4 separate regions of the Mus musculus genome follow, and regions 1, 3 and 4 are each linked to region 2. A link is a contact called in public HiChIP or PLAC-seq, Micro-C and promoter capture Hi-C data. All regions are on one chromosome and are shown on one strand. The core of a region is the stretch at or near the end of the contact, and the rest is flanking DNA. Distances in the headings are between cores, read along the strand shown.

Region 1 (2,700 bases), core at 99-2,598, 200 kb after region 2:
CTGAGAAGGGGGTATCTACCAGGCCCCTTGTCTGCTGAGAGACAGGAAGGGGAAAAGATTAAGAGGGAGCTGGGACCTGTAGACATAGCTTAGTGGCAAAGCACCCACTTAGCTTAGAGGCCCTGGGTTCCATCCCAGCACTGCATGATAAAACCAGCAGGAGGGCCGGGCGTGGTGGCCCACGCCTTTAATCCCAGCAATCGGGAGGCAGAGGCAGGCAGATTTCTGAATTCAAGGCCAGCCTGGTCTATAAAGTGAGTTCCAGGAGAAACCCTGTCTAGAAAACAACAACAACAACAAAAAAACCCAAAACCCATCAGGAGGATCTAGAATACTTGGCTGTGAGTTCATTACTGTGCCCGCCAAGGCTATTAATGCTACTTACCTGGGCTCGCAGTTCCTCATTTAGACAAGGCACCAACCTACCGCTGTGAGGACAGCATGCATTAGCTTCCTCAGGCAAGTAAGTGCTAGCAGCCCTGGATCCAGTCCCCATGAAGATGAAAAATCCACTTCACAGAGATGACAGCCGGGATCGCGCAGCTGCCTGAACCCCATCTGGCCTGAGGCCCCTTTGCCTACTCACCGTCCACTTGCCGCCCTCAGTTGTCATGTCGCAGAAGACGGGCACCGGCACACTGGGGCCATAGGGGTAGATGAGATACACGCCGTCTTCCTGATAGCCCTGGGCGTAGATATCATCACAGTCCAGGGGTTGCTGAAGACAGGACTTCTCCAGAGCTGCGAGTGGCAGTGTGGGGACCGTGAGGAGAAAGACTAAGGCATAAGGACACCCCCCTCCATATCCCAGTTTTGCTCCAGGCCTAAGGGACTCTATCAGGAGAAATCTGGAGATTTCTCTAGGGGGATACCTGCCACTTTGTAGAGGAGGAAGCAGTCCTGCAGAGCCTCACTTAGAATGGCCTCATCCAGCCTGCTGACCAGGCCGTGTCTGTGAATGGGGGCTGCTTACCATCTCCCCGGATCCCAGAGGCTTGCGGGGCGCAGGGGGGAGGCATGGAGAGCAGCATCAGCATCAGTGGCAGGGCTGGGAGGGCCTGGGGATGGGAAATGGGGTGAGTGTAGCCCCCAACATGGGCCAGACGCCTCCCACCTCCCAGGGCTCTCCCTGCCTGAACTCTGCCCTCTGTCTTTTTTACCCCCTCTCAACTTTCAGAGGAAGGCCCAATATCCCCAGAACTTAAGTTTCAAGAGAACTCCACTGAGCTTCGCTGTTCCCTATCTGGCAAGTGGCTTGTCTCCACAAATGGTCTTGATCCTCCAGGCCAGTACCTTCATGGTGTCAGCTCAGTTGAGAGAGGCTGGCTGTCTGGGGCCCCAGACTGCAGCCGCCCACAGTTATGTGTTGGGTCTGAGCCCACAGACCCAGCTCCGCCCCTGGAACTGCAGAATGCCCCCCACCCCCACCCCAACAACCGGCCCCCGGCATCAGCTTACACTGTCAGGGGCCAGAGGACCACCTGGGTCTCATTAGGCCTGTCAGAGAAGCACTGTGAACCAGACATTAACTCCTTACCAGCCGCAACTGTACCCTGGACCCCACTCTGCCTCCTGCCCTGCTGGACTTGTGGGTCCTTTGGCAACCCCCGCTGGCCTCTGCTCACCCCTCTGTTTCCTGACAGGCCCTCTGCAGATGTCTGCTTTCCTAACTAGTCTGCTCAAGAGGTGTCCCTGGGACTGAGACAGGGGTCTTCACTTGGCAATGGGAAGGCTAGGGGAGACGGTCCCAAAGCTCCCTATGAGGGAGCTGCCTGGCCTGGGAGGAGACAGGGCCAGCAGGGGCCCGAAGTCTCCTGGCAAGCTTGGGACATTTCTGAGCCATGAGCAGAAAGATACAGGCGGCCAGCAGCTCTGTCTGCCTCGACTGGAGCCAGGGCCCTCTCCAACTCCTTCCCAGCCCCCTCCCCTGCTGGGTGTCTGTACCCCCCACTCTTTCCCCTCCTACAGTTCCCTGGACCATCTGGGGTGCTTTTGTTTCTCCTCGCTCGGCCCCTCCTCCCTTCTAAGCCCATCTGCTCTCACCGCCGCCCGCCCGCCCGGCTGAGCCTCTCGAGCCCTCTCTCCTCCATCCTGGCTGAGCCCAATGCTGCTTTCCTTGTCCACCTTAAGCCTGGTTTCGGTGTGCCTCCCGCCACCCTGGCCACCCAGTCTCTTCTGATTTTGCTCTCTCCTCCTCCTCCCATTCTCTGTCGGCTGCAAGAGTGTCCCAGGTGCCTGATCTGTGTTCCCCTGTTTAAGCCTCCGGTGGCTCTCCATTCCTTCACGGCTGAGGCCAACATTTCCGACTGGGACTTGAAAGGAATTACCAGTCTGGCTCGACCTCCCTTCAAGCCCGTGCTCCTCGTGACTCCCTACACTTTGTCTGGCTACCCAGACTCCTGGCCAGCAGGCCCCTGGGCCTTTGCCTGGGCTGTTCCTCGTGGCGCCCACCGGCCTTTCCTTTTGTCTCTGAGTGCTAGTGGGTAGTGCTCATTGCCTCCCAGTTCTGCACACTCAGCACCCATCATAAAGCGTATGGATTCACCAAAGACAGATTTTTGTTTTTTTTTTTTGAGCACCTACTATGTGTTACACAATATGTTTGCTGCTGGGGATGCAGAATCAGCCCCTGGAGTGGCCTACGTGTTTTGGACAAAGAACCAAAAATGCCTTGAAGGGACACAAATGTAACAGGTGAGC
Region 2 (2,700 bases), core at 38-2,537:
GTACACAGCTTCTCAAGATGTGTGTGTGTCAGTATGGAGCAGTCACCCAAAGCCGGGCACTGTGCAGCCCAGTCAACGGCTGTCAGCTAAGGGAATCCACACAAGGCCTGAAGAGCCTCTTGATGGCAAACCACAACCTAAGTAAATACCCTCACCTCTTCCACTGGTGAAAACCTTCAATAGGTACCACCTGCTCTGGCCTGGACAGCTGCTGCTACTGTAGCACTCAGAGAAAAGCTTGGAGAACCACCACCAGCCACACAGCACAGCTAGGAAGCAGGCAGATTTCCTCAGGGCTCCAGACCAGCCTCCACGTCTCTCCCGAGACCCCTGCCAGCAAGCTCATGTATGTGTGCAAGCTTCTATCTGCTCCTGGGTCTGAGACGAGATAAGGGAGAGTGGGTGAGAGAAAGGCCGCATTCCTCCCACACAGCTCATGGTTTGCATTTGGGGAACTCAGAAACACTCCAGGAGGGCACAGAAGCCCACTCAGCCTGGAAGCCCAGTGCCACCTGCTAGAGGGAGTGGACATTCAGCTTCTGATCACCGGAGGAGGCAACCGAGAGGCCAGTCAGAGGTCCAGGGGCTGTCTCGGTGCCCATGCGTGCTGGGTGAATGGGGGTCTCGCCGTGGCGCCTCACCTTCTGCGCCTGGCTGACCATCTTGCGCACCACTTCCTTGATGTGCGGCTGCCCGTCGATGGGTGGCTGCATGTAGACGCTGGCCCGGGTCACACCTCGGTAGGCAATGGTGTCAGGCCAGCCCAGGTCCAGCTGCGGGATGGAGCGGTCCGACTTCTGGGGCCAATACTCCAGCGAGGGCAGCGTCTCCGTGGCTGGGGGCCCGCCCGCCGCACTGGTCTCCTCGCTGGCATCCGCGCCTCCGTTGTCCTGGGGTTCGGGGCGGCGGCCCGAGACCCGCGGGTCCTCAGAGCCCGGGTCGTACACCTCGATGGCCTCCACGATACGCGAAAGCTCCAGCTCCGAAAGAAAGTCGCGGATGTTCTCGCGCTTCAGCACCTCGTAGAAGGCGTCGCGACCCCGGGCCACCAGGGCCTCCAGGGCCAGCCTCTGCTCCTCGCTGTAGAAGAACTCGGGCTTCGACTCGCTGGATCGCCAGTTCACGTGGTTGTCGTCCAGACACTGCACCTGGGAGAAGGCCATGGTGGCCCTCGCTGTGGGAACGCGGCCCGACGGGCACCGCGCTCTCAGGCTCCGGGGCCTCGGCGCCTCTGAGAACCGCACCTGAGGGAATCAGCAAAAGACCGCGGTCGGGGTCAGAGGGCGGGCGGGGGCGTGGCGAAGGAAGGGGCGTGGCGGGTAGTGTGTGGGCGGAGCGAGGCGTGGCGAGGTTAGCCAGAGCCGTCCAGGGCCGCGGTTGTCCTCTGCCTCTGTCTTGGGATCCGCCTGAGGTTCTCGGAATCCTGGGAATAAGCTGGGGCTGACGGGGACCCTCGCCCCAGTCCGGAGTAAGAGCCGGGACGCCAGCCCAAGTGAGGCTCGCAAACCCGGAGGAGGGACTTGCTTACCAAGCAGGTGGCGCCGTGCAGACCGGACGACCCGAGGAACCACAGGCGTTGGTGGTGGCACCGGGCTGGACCGCCGGTGACTAAGGGCGGTCCCGCCCACCCTGCCACCCTCACCTGGGGTCACGTGCGGCCCCGGGGGCGGAGCCGGAAGCTGATTCATCTCCTCAGACGGCGCAAGGCTGGACAATTTGCTGCCTCTAAGCCTCGTGGAAGTCTTCCTCTGCCCCCCAGTCCCGCTGGCGATCCTGGTCCATCTCTGGCCCGGTTCTGTCTTGCGGGTGGGATGCTCAGCTGTCCAGTTGTAGACTGAAGGTTGGGTCGTGGGCCGAGGCCCAGCTCCAGCTCCAACTGCTTCCACACTCTTGCTCTCCATGTGCACAGACCAGATACAGATTAGTCCTGAGCCCAACTGCTTGCTGGGATCCCACCTAGCAGAACCTGGTGCACCTCACATGCCTGAACCCTGCGCCAGAAAAGGGTAGAGAGAACCAAGCTGTGCTCAAACGCAGCTCTTGGCTGTTCCCCAGTGATGGAGACCATTAGGTCCTTATCTGAGGGCAGGATGTCAGGTGCAGTTTGGCAAAGGGCTCCTTCCTGAAGCTTCTTGTTTCAGGACACCAGGCCAATACTGCCCTGTCTTTCTAGCCTACTTACCATCTCTGGGTCAGGATAGAGCTGGTTTGAGTCCCAGTGGACCCTGGCCTTAACCTAATGAGGACAAGCTAATGGCAACATTGTACCCTCCAGACATGTCCTCACTGTTCATTTTCCAGTAAGGCCTCCTTGCCCTGCATTCACTGCTTTCAAAGCTTCAAAGCCTAGTTAGCATCCTTGGAGTCCTCACCACTGATCCCCAGACTCAAACCCTTCACCTCTAGCCTCAAAGTCCTCATCAGGCCTTACACTGGGTGAACACTGTGGTTCATACCTGCTCTTGCTTGGCACTCTTGCCCACCTCGGGCACCTGAGTCACCTCCTTACCTCCCATTCCCAAGGAGCAGAGAGGGGCAGTGATGAGTGTGAGTCTTGTACCCTCAACAAAGATGTGCTGACCCTCAGTTTATTCTCTTGTTCTTACCACTGTGGAGTTCCCGGCTTCATTAAGGAACCTGGCCCTCTGGCTGGAAGGCTCATCTGCTCCACTCAAGTCACAAGAAGCTGTAAAGAGTGAA
Region 3 (2,700 bases), core at 37-2,536, 180 kb after region 2:
TGCAGTAGAGGTCATCATACTCTGGAAACTGAGAGAAAAAGTATACAGGATTCTGTCTAGAAAGGGCAAACTGGGCCCACACATTAGCTAGGCAGATGCAGTGGACAGGAATTAGGAACACGAGGCATCTGGGACTGAGGAGGTGGACATGGGTTTCAGGGCGGGCAGGGAATGGAAATCAGGAAGTCAGGCTTAGTCCCAGACTGCCAATACCCGTAGGTTATTTTGCTCAGGGTCTACTTTCTGTCTTGTCTTTCTCAGTCCACATGTGGTAGGCCCCTTGCCCATCTTTCAGAGTTCCCCTTCAGTCTCTAGCTGGCTTAAGGATCATTGCTTGGCTCCCTTCACTTCTCTGCATTTCTGCATGTGGGTACCTAATGTCTATCTGATAACCCTGTTAGACTGAAGAAGGAACAGGTTTCATGCCTCAGCGCATCTCCAGTGCTGGGCACAAATTAGCTCTACAGAAATGATGCTCACGTGAAACCCAGAAGCTACAGGGCCAAAGAACATGGCTAAAACTGAGGGTCCCGGAGAAAGGAAGGCCCAGGGCAGACGCCAAGGAAGGTGTCCAGAGTAAGCAGCCCAGACATCCTCTAATCGGATAGAGGAAAACAGGGAGGACGCAGTACCAATGAATGGGAAGGCAGGAACACCTACTGAGCTTCAGACTTGGCAGAACCTAAAGCATGTCAGCCAAACCTCAGAATATGTAGGAATAATGGGCATTTTCAACAAGCAGCCCAGAAGAATAATGTAGCAAAGTTCTGTCTCTTAGACGGACCGGGTCAAATCCCACCTTGGCCACTGCCTTCCGGTAAGTTCCCAGCTGTTAAATGGATCAGCTGAGTCTTCAGTCCCATTAGTCCTAGGCCACCACTCAACCAAGTAAACAGGATCCAAGTGGTACCAGCTGAACGCCTCGAGGTCTGTTTTCACTCAAGCTTGTCCGGTTCATCTACCTGGAGCCAAGGTTCTCAAATGCTGCTTCTCCTTTCCATTTATTTGAGATGCTCAGAGCATCTTGGCTTTCTAGGAGCTGAGCGAAGAGCCCGGGGAGAGAAACAGGCCGTCCCCGGGCGGAGTCCACGACTGCTTACCTGTGCGCTCTCTACCTGCCCGGTGATCATGAGCAGGAAGACGCTGGGACTTGCTGCAGCCATTGCACTGATGGGCCGGGAGACCGGCGCAGGCCGCGCGCTGTTGCCAGGAGGCTCTCGGTTGTCTTGGAAACAGACGGTAAGTCGTCTAGGACAAATTTCTCAAGCGGTGACGAGTTCGCTCAAAGGTAAGAGTGCGCAGGCGCAGTAGTCTTTATGGCTTTGGGCACTGTCCTCCGTGTCTGTCGCGCGGAACCTAACCCCCAGGGGCGGGTCCACGGACCCGCACTGTGTGACTTCACTCGTCTGGCCATGCTTGAAGCTCGCAGGCTGCAAAGCTGGATGTTGAGAAGAAGCAGCACCGGCACTCAGGCCCGCGGAAAGTCACGTGCTAGAGTTACCTCTCTCCAGGTGGTGTCGCTGTTGCCACACACAGCGACGGCAAAGACGCCATCGTTGGAAGGCTTGGTGCGCGGGAGTGGTCCAGCGGGCATCACCCAGCACATTGTCTCAGGTGAAGAATGCGCCCTTCAGCCCTATGAGGCTCTTGTCATCGAAACCCGGAGACTCCATTTGTCCAAGTCCCGCGTCCTGCATGAGAAGCTGGAGCCCACGGAACCAGTCACCCAATTTTGGAAAATCACTGGTAGCTCAGGGATGTCAGAGCTTGGTCCCAAGCCACCAGCATCCTTTTCGGTAGACACCATTGTTAGTGCTTGGATTCAACTGCACTTACTCTATCACTGTCCAATTCAAGGTGGCTTAATGCGAGCTTCTTGCCTTTAGATCCCCAGCTCGACTCTAGGGGCATTGAATGCCTGGTCCTCATTGCCCGGCCAGTGCAAAATATTTGGGAACTACTTCTTTAATAAATAAAATTGAACACATCTCAGTTTTCTGGAGGGCGTGACTGAAATCCAGACCTGGAAGGTAATTTAGCCATATTCGTTACAGGAATTTAGCTGCAGAATCAGACTTCACTTTCAGAGCTTATAAGGAAACATCAAAGAGCACATTAATGATGAGGGAGCCTGGAAACAAACGGATGCAGATGTGTATACTTTAGGGAGCTCAGCCTGCAGTAATGACACCAGGTCACGCTAACTGTTAGCTTGGAAGTCAGTTGGCGGGATTCCCAAAGCCACCTATGGGGAAGAGGAAAGGCATGTGGTCACAGCGTTCTAGGTGGGCCGAGGTGCAAGCATGTAAGAAATTCTTTTAGCTTAGAGCCAAGAGTCATACAAGCAGAGGCTCTAGGCCCCTCTCTCCTAGCCGGTGGCTGCCACTTGCTGTTCTTTACTGAAAGCGTTGGAAAGATACAGGCTACTGAAAGGAAGCCTTCTCAATCCCCAAATTACTCATTAGATAAGGCTTTTCTGTCCTAAACCAACAGGATGAGACATTTAGGAAGAGGTCTGTGCTGGCTAGTTTTTTTGTCAATTTGGCACAAGCCATAGTTATCTGAGAGGAGGGAACCAAGATTGAGAAAGCCTCCATGTGATTGGGCTTGTAAGCCTGTTGAACATTTTCTTAATTAGTGATTGGTGGAGAAGGGCCAGGCCCACTGTGGATGGTGCTACCCTAGGCTGGTGATCCTGAG
Region 4 (2,700 bases), core at 159-2,658, 170 kb before region 2:
GTGTTCCTCAAAGTTTCCTGTGGTGGATGCTTGGTCCTCCGTGTGGCAAGAAGTAAGTTGAATTGAGAGACTGTGATACGGGTTCTTTCAAAAGTGAGTTGTTATACAGTCGTAACACTGGTCCCTTCTCAGTCTCTGGTTTCTTTGCCCTGTGATCTCTTTCTGTCCCATAGTCCCTTGTGAAGCCTTTTTTCATGAGCTCCTTGTCAGAGCTGGTGCTTTGCTGTTTGGGGTGTCAGCCTCCAAAACTGTGAGCTGCATAAATCTCATTTCTTTATAAGGTGCCAAGCCTGGGGCATTTTGTTCTAGCAATGGAAAATGGACTTACTGAGTCTGTGGTATTCTTTTTTTAGGAAAAGAAAATGGACTAGAGACATTGCTTTCAGATTCCTGACCTGTCTCAAAGCTGAAGGTTTTTAGGGCTTCTACCTGTTTGTCAAGATGAGTTCCAGAGGGCTGGCTGGAGATACGGCTCAGTGGTTAAGAGCACTGGCTAGTCTTCCAGAGGACTCAGGTTTGATTCCTAGTACCTACATTGTGGCTCATAGCTATCTGTAATTGCAGTTTCAGATCGACACCCTGGTCTGGCCTCTGCAGGCACTAGGTGCACTCGTGGTGCACATATATGCAGGCAAAACACCCATACACATAAAAGTAAAATCAGAGGGGGGAGGGGAGGAGGAGGAAGAAGAGAGGAGAGAGAGACAGAGACAGAGAGGGAGAGGTGAGAGAAGTGAGAGAGGTGAGAGGAGTTGTTTCAGGGGCAGGCGATGAAATTGACAGCAACATCCCCAAACCTGAACACACACTTAGGTATGGGGTCACACATATTGTTTACCATGGCTTTGTAATGCTTTCTTGAGCAAAAGTTGACTATCATTTTTCACCTAAACAATCCGAGGAAAAAAAAAAGCCCGAGGCAAACTGGTAGTTGACTGGTGTGATGAAGCGCCTCCTTAGAAAGGAGGTTCTGAGCCTCCCTCAGAAGTCTAGAGACCCCCAGAAGGCGCAGGTTCCAGTCAGACCCTATCCCTTAGGTGGGTTGTCTAGCAGTTTGCGGTCTGGATTTGAAAGGCAGCTCCCGGAGTTTTTGTCTCCAGTGTCTGCACCGCCTCAGCGACTCCCGGGGCCGGAGTTCAAGATCCGCCTCTTAGAGGGTGGCTTCAGGTCAGGGCGTGGCGGGCTCTAGCTAGCCGCGGGCGCCGAGCCGAGCGGAGCCGAGCCCGCCGCCCGTTCCTAAGCAGCCGCGGCCTCCTCCCCACACCCCTGCTCGCCAACTCGCTCCAGTGACTGCAGACTCGCCCCGGTGCCTGGCGCCGCGTCCCGGGGTGCGCACTCCTTTTCTCGGCGGAGGGAGCAGGACTGGGGCGCATCGTCCTACAAGACGCGCTGACGTCGCACAGGGCCGGTAGTCGGCGCGGAGCGGCCGGCGCGCGCGCGTGCGTTGGGCGCTCCCGCGAAGCAGGCAGAAGCCGCCACCGCGGCTGTGCGGGTTCCAGGGCGGCGGCCGCTACACAGCAGCGCCGCGGGCGCAACAAGCGGAGGCAGCCGCACCTGCGGGGATGGCGCGGCCCCGGCCCTGCACCGCTGTCAGGCGCGCGGGTAGCTCCGGGTACGCCCAGTGACGGCGGCGGTGCCCTCGGCCGGGCAGTGCCCAGGCCGCTTGGCTAGAGCCCCGCGGCCGACGGCGGCCCGGGCCATGAGAAGCGACCGGGCCCAGGCCTCGCTGACCCCGGCTCCGCGCGGCGGCCCGTCCCGTTTCCGCTCCGGCCTCTCGGCATGAGTGTCCATCCGGGCCCGGGGCCGTGGCTGCCCCTGTCCCGCCGCCCGCGGGCGTGCTTGGGGCCCTCGGGCCCGCGGTGCTGATCCCGGTTCTCCGCCACGCCTGCCCACCCTAGCGCTCTATGTCCCGGGGGCGCGGCCATGGAGGTGGTGGGCGACTTCGAGTACTGCAAGCGGGACCTCGTGGGACACGGGGCCTTCGCTGTGGTCTTCCGGGGGCGGCACCGCCAGGTGAGCGCCGCCGGCCCGTTGTCTGGTGCGAAACTGGGGAGCCAGCGCCCCGGTCCTGGCCGCTGGGCAGGGCTCCCCGGGCCTGCCTGCCTTTGTGCTTGCTGTCACTGTCGCAGGGTTTGTTTTGGAGGCCAGAGCCGCTAGGCTGAGCTCCACCTACCGACGGGCGCAGAGCCACTGATGTTCTTCCCTGACAGTGTGCTGGGTAACCGAGGTGCGCCCGGGGACTTGCTGCTCAGAGAAGCCACTGGTCCCGAAGCGACTAGGACTCCAGTGTTTGCACAGTGTAATGTGCTTGTCCATACTATGGGTCGGTGGACCTTTGTCCCTTCTCCCTGCCCCGGGCTTTCCGGAGCTTGTCACCTTTACCGTGGATAATTGCACACCCAGCGGAAAACGGGCGCGTTTCCCGTTAGTCTGAAGCTTTCTCAGACTATCACGTTCCTCTGTGTCTGGGGGAGCTTTGTAGTATCCCTCCCCTTTTTGAGTTAGAGGAAATAAGTGACAAAGGTAGTTGGACCCTAACCTAATAATACAACGTAGATGCAAGTTCAAACCTCAGTTGTTTGGGTTTTTTTTTTTGTTGTTTCTTTGTTTTTTCCAAGCCACTGTTTCGCAAATAGGTCACACGAGGTTATAGAATCTAAAGAATTTGAGAAGGCACATTGAGACTGGAAGTAATTAAAA

The links. Hi-C and Micro-C count contacts between places; a contact is called where the count stands out from the background. HiChIP or PLAC-seq counts read pairs in DNA pulled down with a chosen protein or histone mark. Capture Hi-C pulls out chosen DNA fragments and counts their contacts.
Region 1: a contact with region 2 is called in an H3K4me3 HiChIP or PLAC-seq map of embryonic stem cells, with 4 times the contacts expected there. The contact joins the promoter of Mfap4 here to the promoter of Fam83g in region 2. A contact is called at or near these places in 3 of 39 promoter capture datasets (HPC-7-derived erythroid cells, the SN4741 cell line and liver), 3 of 484 Hi-C or Micro-C datasets (all in embryonic stem cells), 12 of 115 datasets of contacts at active chromatin or transcription factors (the NIH/3T3 cell line, bone marrow-derived macrophages, effector CD8 T cells and 5 more) and 3 of 9 other capture datasets (adipose tissue, liver and pancreatic islet).
Region 3: a contact with region 2 is called in a promoter capture Hi-C map of adipose tissue. The contact joins the promoter of B9d1os here to the promoter of Fam83g in region 2. A contact is called at or near these places in 5 of 39 promoter capture datasets (the C10 cell line, the SN4741 cell line, embryonic stem cells and 1 more), 6 of 484 Hi-C or Micro-C datasets (the HPC-7 cell line, the N1E-115 cell line, embryonic stem cells and 1 more), 12 of 115 datasets of contacts at active chromatin or transcription factors (the NIH/3T3 cell line, bone marrow-derived macrophages, effector CD8 T cells and 6 more) and 3 of 9 other capture datasets (adipose tissue, liver and pancreatic islet).
Region 4: a Micro-C map of embryonic stem cells shows a contact between it and region 2, with 2.8 times the contacts expected there. The contact joins the promoter of Ulk2 here to the promoter of Fam83g in region 2. A contact is called at or near these places in 2 of 484 Hi-C or Micro-C datasets (both in embryonic stem cells), 1 of 115 datasets of contacts at active chromatin or transcription factors (memory CD8 T cells) and 2 of 9 other capture datasets (adipose tissue and pancreatic islet).

Annotation. Positions count from the first base shown.
Region 1 is chr11:61,484,079-61,486,778 of GRCm38.p6, reverse strand. Mfap4 (microfibrillar-associated protein 4) reads right to left here and starts at 1,348. Exons shown (of 6, transcript NM_029568.3): 1 at 1,294-1,348; 2 at 974-1,058; 3 at 587-741. The coding sequence starts at 1,299.
Region 2 is chr11:61,682,997-61,685,696 of GRCm38.p6, reverse strand. It overlaps Fam83g (family with sequence similarity 83, member G), which reads right to left and starts at 1,287. Exons shown (of 5, transcript NM_178618.3): 1 at 642-1,287. The coding sequence starts at 1,163. All of the region lies in intron 9 of Slc5a10 (solute carrier family 5 (sodium/glucose cotransporter), member 10), which reads left to right.
Region 3 is chr11:61,503,672-61,506,371 of GRCm38.p6, reverse strand. It overlaps B9d1os (a long non-coding RNA gene), which reads left to right and starts at 1,286. Exons shown (of 1, transcript XR_141098.4): 1 at 1,286-1,987. It overlaps B9d1 (B9 protein domain 1), which reads right to left and starts at 1,228. Exons shown (of 7, transcript NM_013717.3): 1 at 1,101-1,228; 2 at 1-28. The coding sequence starts at 1,163.
Region 4 is chr11:61,853,800-61,856,499 of GRCm38.p6, reverse strand. It overlaps Ulk2 (unc-51 like kinase 2), which reads left to right and starts at 1,408. Exons shown (of 27, transcript NM_013881.4): 1 at 1,408-2,013. The coding sequence starts at 1,924.